Regions from separate parts of the Mus musculus genome. Here region 1 is linked to region 2. Evidence: chromatin contacts called from public Hi-C data. All regions are on one chromosome and are shown on one strand. Each heading gives the region's core, a stretch centred on a gene start, on an enhancer-like site or on the middle of the called end of the contact. The rest is flanking DNA. Distances are from core to core; before and after follow the strand shown. Region 1 has its middle 25 kb from the start of Aipl1. Region 2 has its middle 13 kb from the start of Gm46285.

Region 1 (6,131 bases), core at 851-3,350, 110 kb after region 2:
ATGACATCTGACAGACACAACTTCACGCTCACGGTTTCAAAGGAGTCCACGTTCATCCTGATGGGAAAGCATGGTGAAGGTGGTGGCAGGAGGAGTGTGGGACCACACAGGCCAGTTCTATGCCAGCCAAGCTAGACACATCTTGGAAGAAGGGACTTCAGGTGAGAAAATGCCCCCACTAGACTGATATGTGAGCAAGCCTGTGGTGTGTTTTCTTGATTGATGATTGATGTGGGAAGACCCAGATCACTGTCACAGTGCCACCTCTGGGCTGGTTGTCCTGGATGCTCTTAGAAGGAAGACTGAGTAAGTTGGTAAGCATTTTCCTCCATGGCCTCTGCATCAGTTCTTGCCTCCAAGTTCCTGCTTTGGCTTTACTGGATGGTAGACTTCAAACTACAAGACAAAATAAACCCTTTGCTCCCCAAGTTACATTTGGTCATTATTGTTATTGCTGCTATTATTGTTATTATTATTATTATTACTATTACAGAGTAGACATCCTAACTAAGCTGGGAACACAAACTCCTCATGTGGTACAGCCAGGAAGCAGAGAGTGCAGAGGGTCACCAGGGTGAGTGTAACCTCCTAAGACCTGCCCCTAGATGTCTATTTCTACCAGGGAGATCCCTACATCCAGAAGACTCCACTGCCTCCCCTACATCACCACATATGAGCCTGTGGGAACCTTTCACATAAAAACCAAAGTATCCACTCTCTTCATATTACAGAGCAAGACTGAAGGCCTGAGATGTGAAGTGGTCCCTCAGGATCACATGACTAGAAGACCTAGAGATCAGAGCTAATGCTGGAATCACTGAGAGTTCAGCGTTCTCCTAGCCTAACTTGTGGTTCTAACTTGCAAACATTGTGGCCATTCAGTATGCATTTCTGGAATTTAATGCGCATTGAATCAGCTTGTATCTTCTCTAAAGAGACATGATATGAGGCATGTATGTATTTCAAATAAAAAAGGGAGTTTCAATTTTTCAAAGTTTATGAAATGAAGCAGCCCCAAGGCATGTCTTGCAATGAGGTCGGATTTACGCAAAACAAGCCACCAGGTCTGAGAGATGCTCTCTTATCCCCTGACCTCTGGCAAGTCCCTTCCTCACCCAACAGTTTATTCTCAGCTGTTACACAACGGAGTGGGATCAATGCTCACTGGAGTCTCTCTCTACTCGAAGAAAAATGCTTTAATCAATTAGGTCTGGGCATTGGGCCAACATTTTCACATTCTCACCATAAACCATTCTGTAAGCTGTAAGAGGAGGCAGAGGTATTTGGAGTCCTCTGAAAGAAGGCTGAAGTCATCTCCCTCTAGACCACGGATCTCAAGGCCAGCAGGAGCCAAAGACAGGCAGGCCACTGCTGTAAGTTTGCAGGTGACCAGTAAGCCTCTAAAAAAAAAAAAAATCACGGACTTCTCAGACCAATACACTGGGAACTGCTGGTCCTGACTCTGCATTTCACAAAGGCACTAGTCCTGGACAGCATCTCTCTTCCTTCAGCGAGGGATCACAGAAGAGATGATGAGCAGCTAATACAACCTCCACGAGGAGCTGAGAAGATAGCACAATGGGTAATGTGCTTGCAGCACAAGTGTGGAGACCTGGGATTGAGTCCTCAGAATCCACATAAAGTCCGGGAGTGATAGGTCCTATCTGTAATCCCAGCATCCTGCAATGAGATGGAAGCAGAGACAGGAGAACCCCCAGAAGCTGCGGGACCAGCGAGCCTGGACCACACAGCAGAGAACAACAAAAGAAAGGCTCCGTCTCAAACTAGAGAGAAAGCAGAGTCCAAAGGTTATCCTCCAACCTCCACACACAGGCTGTGGCAAGCTTTCCCCTGTGAGTGCACAACCACACACATACAAAGTAAAGAAAGAAAGAGAGAAATGTAAACATTAAAAACTATCATCCACGATCTGGAGGAACTAAAACAACCTCTTGCATATCCGACACTCCTTAAGGGAAGCTCTGTAGCCAGCTCTTCACCAGCAGTGGGTCCCCAGCTCACCCAGCATCTCATCCTGCTTGGTGATGCTCTGAGCAAGTGCCAGCAGAGCCACCTGGCTAGAGGGGCAGGAAGAAAGCAGTTCAGAAATGAGGCTGCTGGGAAGGAAGCGTTTGACGGAACTTCCTGGTTCCTTCTGAATAGTAATGAGTGGTGTGCAGAAGTCAAGATTTTTATTTCTTGTTTTTCAAAAGCCACATTGATGGGAGCAGGCTCACAATACAAACAGTGGTGATTGCAATCACTTGCTGTTCCCATGGTAACAGACAAGATTAAAAGGGCAAACAACAGAGCTGGAACTCTCTTCAGATTAAACTCTCCTGATTTTAATTGCCAGGCAGCACGCTGACACATGAAATCCCAGACTCTGTTTAACAAAATCAAAACCTCCCCTCTGCTACCGACGGGATTAATTCAGGCTGACCAGACTAGTCCTCACTCTCCCCGTGCAGGGCTTGAAGCACCACAAAAAGTCAAGCCTTGCATACCTCCAGCACCAGAGGGTCCATTACCTGCAGCAGAGAATCCCTCTGTGTTGCCCCAACTGCTAATCTCCATTAATAAGCTCCTGCTTTCATGGCCACCAGCGCCAAGCAGTTTTGTGCTTCCTGCCTTGCAAATGAGGGAACTGCAGCTTGGAGAGATTAGAGTTAAGTGCTAGACACTCAGTACCATCCTGTCTGTCCCCAAACCCAAGATACTTTGCCAACCCTCTGCCTCTGGAGGAAGGAATGGAAAAGTGTGGAGATGATTGGCTTGCAGGGGTGACATGACATAGAAAGGCCAGAGACAGCTGGGCAGTTGACACCTGGCCCTGACCCAACAGTTCCCTGCTAGCCCTTGTCCCTCCCCAGAGAAACTGTAATTCTAACTGAGAGCTCAGCTCTACCTTGGTGCCACTCAGCAGGGTGGTGGTGTTGTAGTAATAATATTCTTGGATTTTCTTCATTCCATGGTGCCTGCTTTCCCCGGCTCCAGCTTCTTTCTCTCCTGGGTGGTGAGTTTTCACCTCACACAGCTGCTTGGAGTTTGATCAAGTTGGTACAAAGCCACCTCGGCAAGCCTAGGGAGAAAGAGCCCTTCAGAAAAACAACACTGAAATAAAACAACAAAAGATTCACTGGGAAATAATGATTGAACAAGCCATGCAGGGCATCTGCTCTCCAGCCCCAGATAAACAAAGTCAATCTCTAAACCATGTAGTCAGGCATTATTTACTGCTCAACTTCTTATTGGGCACCTACAGTATTCAAAAGAAAATTGCTACATCATTCAACACAGGGACGTGCAGCAGGTGCTGCCACCAGCATCCACCAGAGCAAGATACAAAGTATACAATATACATGGTGCTGGACTACTGATGCTGAGACATTATCCTGGAAGGCTTAGGAAAGTAGTCTTTTCATCACTTGTTCAGCTACTGCTGCTCTATAAGGGTGAATAGAAGTCTAGAAGCCAGCTTTTTGGAGAAGACAGTAAGAGATCAAACACACCCCCCATCCCAACCCAAGTTCCCTGGAGGGGCAAGAAGAGGGAAAATAAAACACAGAAACTGATCTTGGGAATAACAACTGGGCTGAACAGGGAGAAATGAGGAGTTCGGAGGAGAAGGGGTTATTGAGAAACAACCTTGGAAACAAGTAGCTGAAGCCAGGGGAGGAAATAGCTCTTGAAAAGCATGTTGTTACAAAGATGCGGTAGTAGGGACTCCACCAGTCAGTCTCGGGGATTGCCCTTGGAATCCTTGCTACTGGAAGAGGAAGAACATGGGAGAGAGCAAGCAGGGAGGAAGGGCTGCAAGCCAAGCCAAGAGGTCCAACAACTAGCCCAGTGTGATAAGAGAAAGAAACTAATGGGGGGAAAGAAAACAAGGCTTTTCTCCCCATTCCACCTCCCAAAGCCTCTGTCTAGCCAAACTGGAAGCCAAAAAGTGCATGACCTTTGTGACCCAAGACAGACAGCCTCTCAGGATACAGAGAAAAGCAGCCAGTAAAGGGGAGCTGAAATCATCCGAAAGGCAGCAATAGCTAAGCCCCACATGAAGGGAAGTGTCTCAGGGACACACACACTTATCCCACTAAAGTGATCCCTGCTGCTCCCCAAACCGTCTGAAATCAGCAGGCAGTGAGTGAGGATGGAGGGAGGTGATGCTGACAGAGGGCAGGCCGACTGAAACGGTACGGCAGGGAGACAGAGACGGCGTTGCCACAGTGACCCAGAACAAGGGAAGGAGTGGGCTGCTCACCACGCCCACACATGAGAAGTTTCAGGAATTAGATACAAAGATACCCCAGGGAACTTTGATCATTGGAACCATCCTGGACCAAACACAGATGGTGGACAAAAGTAAGGATGCCCAGGCCTGCCAGAGGCCTTCTTCACCCCAGCAACAGGGTGCTTTCCACTTGCAGGTAGAGGTGGTTGATTAGGGAGATGTACACAAAAGGCCATCCACAAGGATGGTCAGAGAAGTCCATACACTAAATCCCAAGCAAGCCCCAGTCCACTGTTTCAATTGCTGCCAGCCACACATACCCTTTCAGGCAGGGCTCTTCATAGCCTGAAAAGCCTAGGACAGGAAGTCTATAAGATGCAGATACCGGAAGACCCCAACCTTAACCCTATTCTATAATTATTCTATGGCTAAGCCCCTATTCCTGATTCTCTTGTCACTGTGAGCTCCCTGCATCTGCAGAAACATAGTCAACTGTTTAGGCCTCACCCAGTGCCTGGAGAGTTGGCAGAGCAGTAAAGAGTGCATACTGTCCTTAAAGAGAATGTGGGTTTGGCTCAAGTCCCCACTTCAGGGAGTTCACAACTACTTGTAACTCCAGTTCAGGGGATCTAACGCCTTCTCTTCTGGCCTCTGCAGGCACTGCACTCACATACACAGACAACAAACATATACACAGATGAAAATGATTTTTAAAATGTATCTCACCTGTGGAGCTGGAGAAAGAGCTTGGTAGTCTTTAAGAGCATGGGCTGAACTTCCAGAGGACCAGGGTTCCGTTCTCGGTTCCCACACTGTGGCTCATAACCATCTGAGGCTCCACTTTAGGGATTCTGATGCCCTTTTCTGGCTTCTGAGTGCATTGTACCCACATGGTGCCAGACATACATGCAGGCAAAACACCCATGCATATAGAAATAATAAAACAAGTCACATGTGGAACTTATTTTAAATGGGAAGATTACTGAATTACTGAACATGCAGGGTATCACATTGGATTTTCTCCATGCAGAGTATTTAGAAATATTTGGTAAGAGTTGCTGATAGATTGTCTCCACAGCTCAGCAAATCCCTTCTTGGCCATCATTTGCCGAGCCCCCTCTAAGAGCCAGACCCCATCCTGAGCACTTAGGGAATGTAGAGGTACATGAAACAAAACATCTACCTGCATGTACCTCCTAACAAGGTGGGCAGTTTGGAAGCCAGCGGGACCTGCAGCACATCAGTACGGAGCTCTTAAATTCTTTCAAAGCATGACCTCTTTTCACCCAGGAAACTTGGATAGGAGCCAGATCCATAGGCATGTAAAATAGGTATGCAAATGAGGCATTTAATGATGATGCATTATAAAGACATTTATTCTGAGGCAACCTATCGGTGTGTACAGTTTAAGCTTGCACACTGATGATGGATGTGTGGCTTACTTTTACTCAAGGAAATCTTGACTGAATTTTTGATAGTGCAGGACACAGGGCGTCTTCAAGATCTTTCAGAGTTGATCAGCGTTTTACAATCAATGCTGAGAATGTCACTTGGCATAAATACATAGCCCAAAATGCCAATATTTAAGGACACCTCAAAGATTGCTGGGAATTCTGTCCTAATGAAGCCAAACTTCATCCGACAAGTTCTTTTTTAACAGAATTCAACTCAACCACTCAAAGAGAGATTTTATTTTTTAAGGTAAACATTCTAACTCTATACATTCCAAACCACACCTCTTTGGCACATGCTAAGGGAAGAGGATCAGAAAATGCGAACATTCTTTGTGTTCTGTGAGCAAAACTCTGTGTTTCCATAAGAGCAGACAGAGCCCTTTATATGCACAGTTGAAACACTGCAGTGCAGAATCTACAACAGTCTCAGATCCGAGCCAGGG
Region 2 (6,151 bases), core at 372-2,871:
CTCACCTGTTGATAGGACTTAACAGTCTCATAAATTCTGATGCAGGTGTAGGGTGGGGCAAGTTTCTAAAAACAAATAGTCCTGAATCTGTGTCTTGGATGTGTGGTCTCTGAGAAAATGCCTTTGGACCTTTGTTTCCTTATCTATAAAATAAACCTGATTAAAATGTTCCTGCTCCTTAAGAGCTGGTGTGCTGATTAGACAAGGTCATGTCATCTGTGGACTCTAATTTACCCTCACTTACTGGGCCAGCCACTAATGGTGTATAGGGTCACAGGGTCTCCGAGTTAGAGAGTGACAAGAGCTGCTTTCTAAGACCTGCAGCTCTGACTCTAGCTTTGAAGTCACCAGCAAGCAGGAGTAAAGTCTGCCCCTCAATGTGAAGCCTAGTCTAGAGGGGCTGGCAGTGGTCCCACATGTGAACGGCCATCCTAAAAACAGATCCATACCAGGTTGTCAGGTCTTCATCCACTTTGTGCATTAGTGTCAGGACATAGCTGATAAGTGCCAACCTTCTACCTGTCCAGAACTCACTGACAACCCTTCCCTTGATAGCTGCCCCAGAGCCAGTGTTTACAGGTCTCCCTGAGACCTTGTTCTTGCCTCCTATGGTATGTCACAGTAGTGAGGTCTTATACTGGCTAGTTTTGTGTCAACTTGACACAAGCTGGAGTTATCACAGAGAAAGGAGCTTCAGGTGAGGAAATGCCTCCATGAGATCCAGCTCTAAGGCATTTTCTCAATTAGTGATTAAGGAGGGAGGTGCCTTGTGGGTGGTGCCATCCCCGAGCTGGTAGTCTTGGATTCTATAAGAAAGCAAGCTGAGCAAGCCAGGAGAAGCACGCTGGTAAGTAACGTCCATCCATGGCCTCTGCATCAGCTCCTGCTTCCTGACCTGCTTGAGTTCCAGTCCTAAGTTCTTTTGGTGATTAACAGCAATGTGGAAGTGTAAGCTGAATAAACCCTTTCCTCCCCAACTCGCTTCTTGGTCATGATGCTTTGTGCAAGAATACAAACCCTGACTAAGACAGGTTTCACCCTGAAGCTAATCCTACTAGGACTCCTCCTTAGCCAGTGGCTTCTAGACTTGATTTGTCTACCCTGCCCTACTATCTAGACATATTTAACTCTGCTTGATATAGACTGTGGTTAAGGAGCTCAAACAGAATTCATCCCAAATGCAATTCCTACACACCCTCTTCCCCACACACAGTTCTTCCCCAGTCTCCTGTGACGGCCATCCGTGAAGCTCCGCCAGCATGTCTAGATTTGTATCATCCGTGCCATCTGCTGTCCTTCCCTCCTTCCGGCATCCAGCCTACTGGAGCTTCCAACCACCCCAGCCTCCCAAATACAACCCACTGCTTACTTCTCTCAGCTCCCCGGTAACACCCTGGGCTAGGTGCTCTACAGCCCCAAGATGTCCTGATGGCTTTCAGGACTTCTTCAAACCCATTGCCTACCAAGTAGCCTGGGAAGCATTTTCAAAACACAAATCAGGTTGTATCTGAGGTCTTAAAAACCTTCTTCTTGGTGTGCGTAATTAAAAACAGAACAGAGCTGAGGCAGATGGCACAGGGTCGAAGTGTGAATAGGGTGTTGAGGGGAGCTTAAAGATGCATGGCTAGGAGCAGCAGAGAGCCAGTCAGAGCTGCAAATGGCAGCCTGACAGAGAATGTGTTGTTGTCACCTTAGAAGGGAGAAACTTGGCACGCTGACAGCTGAAGGGACACACCCGAGGGAGCAGGGTTTGAGGGATTTGTTTAACTAATAAGGTTTCTTAGAAGAGCTTGCATCTAATTTACTTTGTTCACTACAGGATTTCTGTCCAAATAAACTTATTTTTATCAGCTCCCTAGGAAAAGGGAACCAGAGGGGGGGGGGGAGGGAGAGAGAGAGAGAGAGAGAGAGAGAGAGAGAGAGAGAGAGAGAGAGAGAGAGAGAGAGAGAGGAGAGAGGCTTCGCCACTGTTACAAGTCCCTTCTGGATCTACCCTGGCCCAGCCCCCTGCAGCTGACATAGTTGTCAGCCATGCTCTGTGGCAGCTGAAGAGAGAGACACTGAGACACACAGTCTGATTGTTCTTGCTTGTCCTCCTCCTATTTCTGCCTCCTCTGCTTTCTTTCCTGAACATTCCATCCTACATCGAGCATAGGAATGCCCCACCCAGGGTGCTGGAGCTCTCACAGGGAAGCAGGACACCCATAGGGGAGGGACATTGTGAGGAATGTCAGTAGCTGAACAGTGTGGCATGGGCTAAAAGAAACAGACTGGCTGAGAAGGACTGGCTGTGGAGGACATCGGTGTGATGGAGAATTGGCCTGACCAGCTTCAGATCCCAAGACTAGGTTATGGGAGGAACCTGGTGTGAAGACCTCAGGTCCAAGTGAGATAAGAAGGCCTTTTTCCACATGATGAGGGGATGAACCTGTGTGAAGACCCCTAGCTCCAAGCAAGGTAAGAAGGCTTCTTTCCACATGGTGATGAGCTTGGGTGCCCAGTCCTAAGGAGAGCAAAAAACACAATACATAGGCTAGGGCAGTAGCATGACATGAGGGTTCAGAGTTCCTAAGAGACAATAGTAGAGACAAAACACAAGGCTGGTCACAGTGAGGTGACACGATCAAATAAACACAGAAGAGAACAGAAGCCAGACATTTCAGATTGAATTGTGTTCCCCCAAAACATGTGGTGATGCCTTCACCCCAAGATCCTTTTAATGTTGCCTTACATGGAAAGGAAGTTGTCTTCTGAGGACTGACACCTCATGTCAGCCAACCTTCCACACACAGGAATAACAGGAATGTGCCTCGAAGCTGAGGCATGCCAAAGTTCTGTAGTGACCTCTAGAAGCTAGGACCCAAGCACAGAATAAGACCTCATGCCAGCAGAAAGAACCCACCCTGATGGCAGCTTTGTGGTTATCTTGGACATCTTGCTTCCAGATCAATGAGAAAATAAGCTTCTGTTTTCAAAACTACTCAGTTTGTGTTGCTTTTTATTGGCAGCCCTGGAACACTAATGTCCAGGGGCATCAGTACAGAAGCAAGTTATGCACACCGAAAGGAAGAAATCTAGAATAAATAGATCTTGTGGAGTTGAGTTGTAATTGGATGTGTGCTGGTAATCCAATGGATTCCAGGAGTTAGAAAAATATAAAAAATAAATTGAAATGTAATATGAGGCAAGTTTCCTAACTCTATCTTCTGAGAAAGCCTAGAAGCAGAGATATTCCAACAGAGATAGATGTGTCTGGTGCCCTGATCGTAGCTACTCACTACCATACTCCACTAAAAGCTAAAAGTGTCCCTGAGGCAAATGATTGCTTCTAGACATAGAACTTATGCACAGTTAATCTAGAAAACCTTATGTCAGAAATTAAGGAGGTGAACAAAGGAAATGGTGACATGTCCCTGTGACATTGGGAAGCTCTACAAAGTTCCCACCCGTTACCTGTGAAACTATTCAAGTGCCACACTAAACAGTGACAGCGATGGATCACTCATGGAATAAAACTGGAAACATAGGTAGATACCAATAAGTGAATAAGTTAAAATGCAGAGAGGAATAAGATAATTATGCAATCTCAAACCCCCTTGTTGTAAAAATGCTTACTGATTAAAAAGGAAAAGAATAACATTGTAGTGAAGAAGTCTGGCAGAGCAAATCTTAATTAATTGATGAGTGCAAACATCTTGAGTAAGGGACAAATTGGAATCAAGTGTTGCTGGGTGGGATGGAGGAGAGGATGCAAGAGGGTGTACCGGTGGCTCTGTTCTATTCCTGCCTGTGATGTGTAAATGCGATCTAATCACGAGGAAGCCTCAGACAGCCTCAAAATAACTCCTGTGATCTTCAGAAGTGCCGAGGTCTCCAAAGTCAAGGGCAGGATGAGAATTGTTCCTGACTGAAAGATTCTAAAGGGACCTGGGAAGTAGGTCTGATGCATAACTGGGAAATAGATCCATATTTTTTTCTAGTAAAAGCCATTATTGGAACAACTAGAATGATTTGAATGAGTTCTGAAGACGCCACATGTCAATATAGCCTGTCAGCCTCCTGAGCATGGTACTGACTTATAACTAGTTAGGAAAACACACACCCTTCTCTGTGTGTGTGCGCGCCTGTGCACATGTGTGTATGTGTGTGCATGTGTCATTTGTGTGTTTGGGGGGAGTTGTGTCCATTCATATGTGGACATGCATGTGTGTAAAGACCAACCTCAGCTGTCTTTCTCAGTTAATCTTCACCTTATCTTTTGAGACAAAGCCTCTTTTTAAGCCTTAAACTCAACAATTCAACTAGACTTGGTGGCCACTAAGCCTGAGATCCTTCTTTCTCCCCTACACTGGATCACAGGCACATGGCTGCCTCGCCTAGCTTTTTATATGGGTTCTGGGGGGTGGGGTCAAACTCAGGTCCTCCTGCCTACGCGGCAAGCACTGTGATGATAGCCATCTCCCCAGCTCTTGTTTTATTTTTTGATCCAGTGATTCATATAGCCCAGGCTGGCCTCAGACTCACTATGATCTGAGGCTGGCCTTCAATTCCTGATGCCATCTTCCCAGAGTTAGGATTACAGGTATTTTCCACTATGAGTTCCTTGAGAATGTTCTTTGTTATAGAAAATATACATTGAAATCTCAAAGAACACCAGTCAGAACACAGGTCTCAGATGACTGAAGAAAATGGAGGGTGTGTGTGTGTGTGTGTGTGTGTGTGTGTGTGTGTGTGTGTGTACTTTCAAATTTTCTAGAATTTTTAGTACTACAAGAAATGAGTCTCACAAAGCTATCACAGGGCTTGGGTATTAGATGGAGAATCTGCACTTCGGATTGTCTCCTCAGTGGTGGTCCTGGCCATGGACCACATTCCCAAGTAGCAAGTCTACTCATTCTGGCTTTCTCTCTGCCTGAAGTCACCAGCTCATCCCATCACAGGTCCTTTCCTCAGGACCAACAACCTGGAATCTGTCCTCTTAGACACTAGTTCCTGCTGCCATCAGGTCTCGGGTGTCACATCCCTGACCACGCTCATCACCCTCCAGTCACCTCTTAATCTGCTTCATTTTTTTGCCATTTCTGTTCTCTATGACTTCTGTAAAAAAAAATTTCCACTTAAACTTAATGGGTCAAAACAATACCAATTCACTTTCTTACAGTGCTGATGTGTTAGAAGTCTAACACAGTCTCCCAGGGCCACACTTGGGGTCTTTGTGGGGCTCTGGTTTCTCTGGAGACTCTGGGATATGACTCAGCTCCTTTTTCCATTTTCAAGTGCAGAGGATGCTGTATAGCTTGGCCCACATAGCCTTCCTCCATCTTCTAAAGCATCAGTGAGATATCTCTCAGTGTGTGCCCTCTGGGGTCACATCTTCACCTCATAGACTTGTCTCCTGCCCTCTCCCACTTGTTCGTGCCCTTGTAACTAAACTGGATCCATCCAGATAACCCAGAATAATCACCCATCTCACCATTTATCACCCAATTGCATCCTTTTACAATATGATGGAGCATAGTCACAGAGGCTGGAGATCAGGATAATGACATCACCGGGACATCATTCATTGTTCATCTTACAATATTTCTTTTTATTTGCTAGCCTTTCAGAATGGAGGCATTACTGCTATCTAATTCAGCCACGCTCATTTCCTCTATCCGGCCTGAGTGAGCTGATTGTGAATGGACTTGGTGACATTTGTACTACAGTGTCATCGGATGAATGAGTTAAGCAATGTCCACAAAGTACATCTCACAAGGCTGAGTACATTGTGAAGTGTGGCCATCATCACACCCTGCCTTTCCCCACCACAAGTCTGAAGCCCAGGAAGGGCTGTATGACCTTTCTATCAGCAGGCCTCCAACCATTTGCCATTCCCCATCTTCCCCTTTTCTCTGGTGTTCGTGACAGTGAAGTCCCTTCCCCTGGCTTTTCTGAGATACCATAGCCTAAAAGGAATATGACAGAGCCAGTAGTTAGGCTCATTTCTCACCAATACCTGGGCAACATCAACCTCCTTACATGCACAGACATGTTCTCTCAGGTCTTCTCCCTGAGTAACTTGCTTTGAGTATGTCAAATTTTCTTTAGGTAACTGAAGAGAGGCATAGAGAGGAAGAACCTTTTCTGAAGCTCCAGAGAAGAACTCATT

Evidence for each region. A called contact is a pair of places that touch in the nucleus more often than the background predicts.
Region 1: a contact with region 2 is called in a Hi-C map of cortical neurons, with 2.3 times the contacts expected there. The contact joins two enhancer-like sites. A contact is called at or near these places in 3 of 39 promoter capture datasets (embryonic stem cells, frontonasal cranial neural crest and pre-B cells), 3 of 15 datasets of contacts at CTCF or cohesin (CD8 T cells, large pre-B cells and pro-B cells) and 9 of 484 Hi-C or Micro-C datasets (the AtT-20 cell line, cerebellar granule neurons, cortical neurons and 5 more).

What each region holds. Positions count from the first base shown.
Region 1 is chr11:72,009,326-72,015,456 of GRCm38.p6, forward strand. No RefSeq gene overlaps it. Among named protein-coding and RNA genes, the nearest start is that of Aipl1, 25 kb to the right of the region's middle. Within about 2 kb of position 2,101, at least 41 of the 459 cell types and tissues checked have an H3K27ac peak or open chromatin away from gene starts, as enhancers often do. A contact at or near this core is called in the AtT-20 cell line and cortical neurons, where this site is marked.
Region 2 is chr11:71,901,185-71,907,335 of GRCm38.p6, forward strand. No RefSeq gene overlaps it. Among named protein-coding and RNA genes, the nearest start is that of Gm46285, 13 kb to the left of the region's middle. Within about 2 kb of position 1,622, at least 23 of the 459 cell types and tissues checked have an H3K27ac peak or open chromatin away from gene starts, as enhancers often do. A contact at or near this core is called in the AtT-20 cell line and cortical neurons, where this site is marked.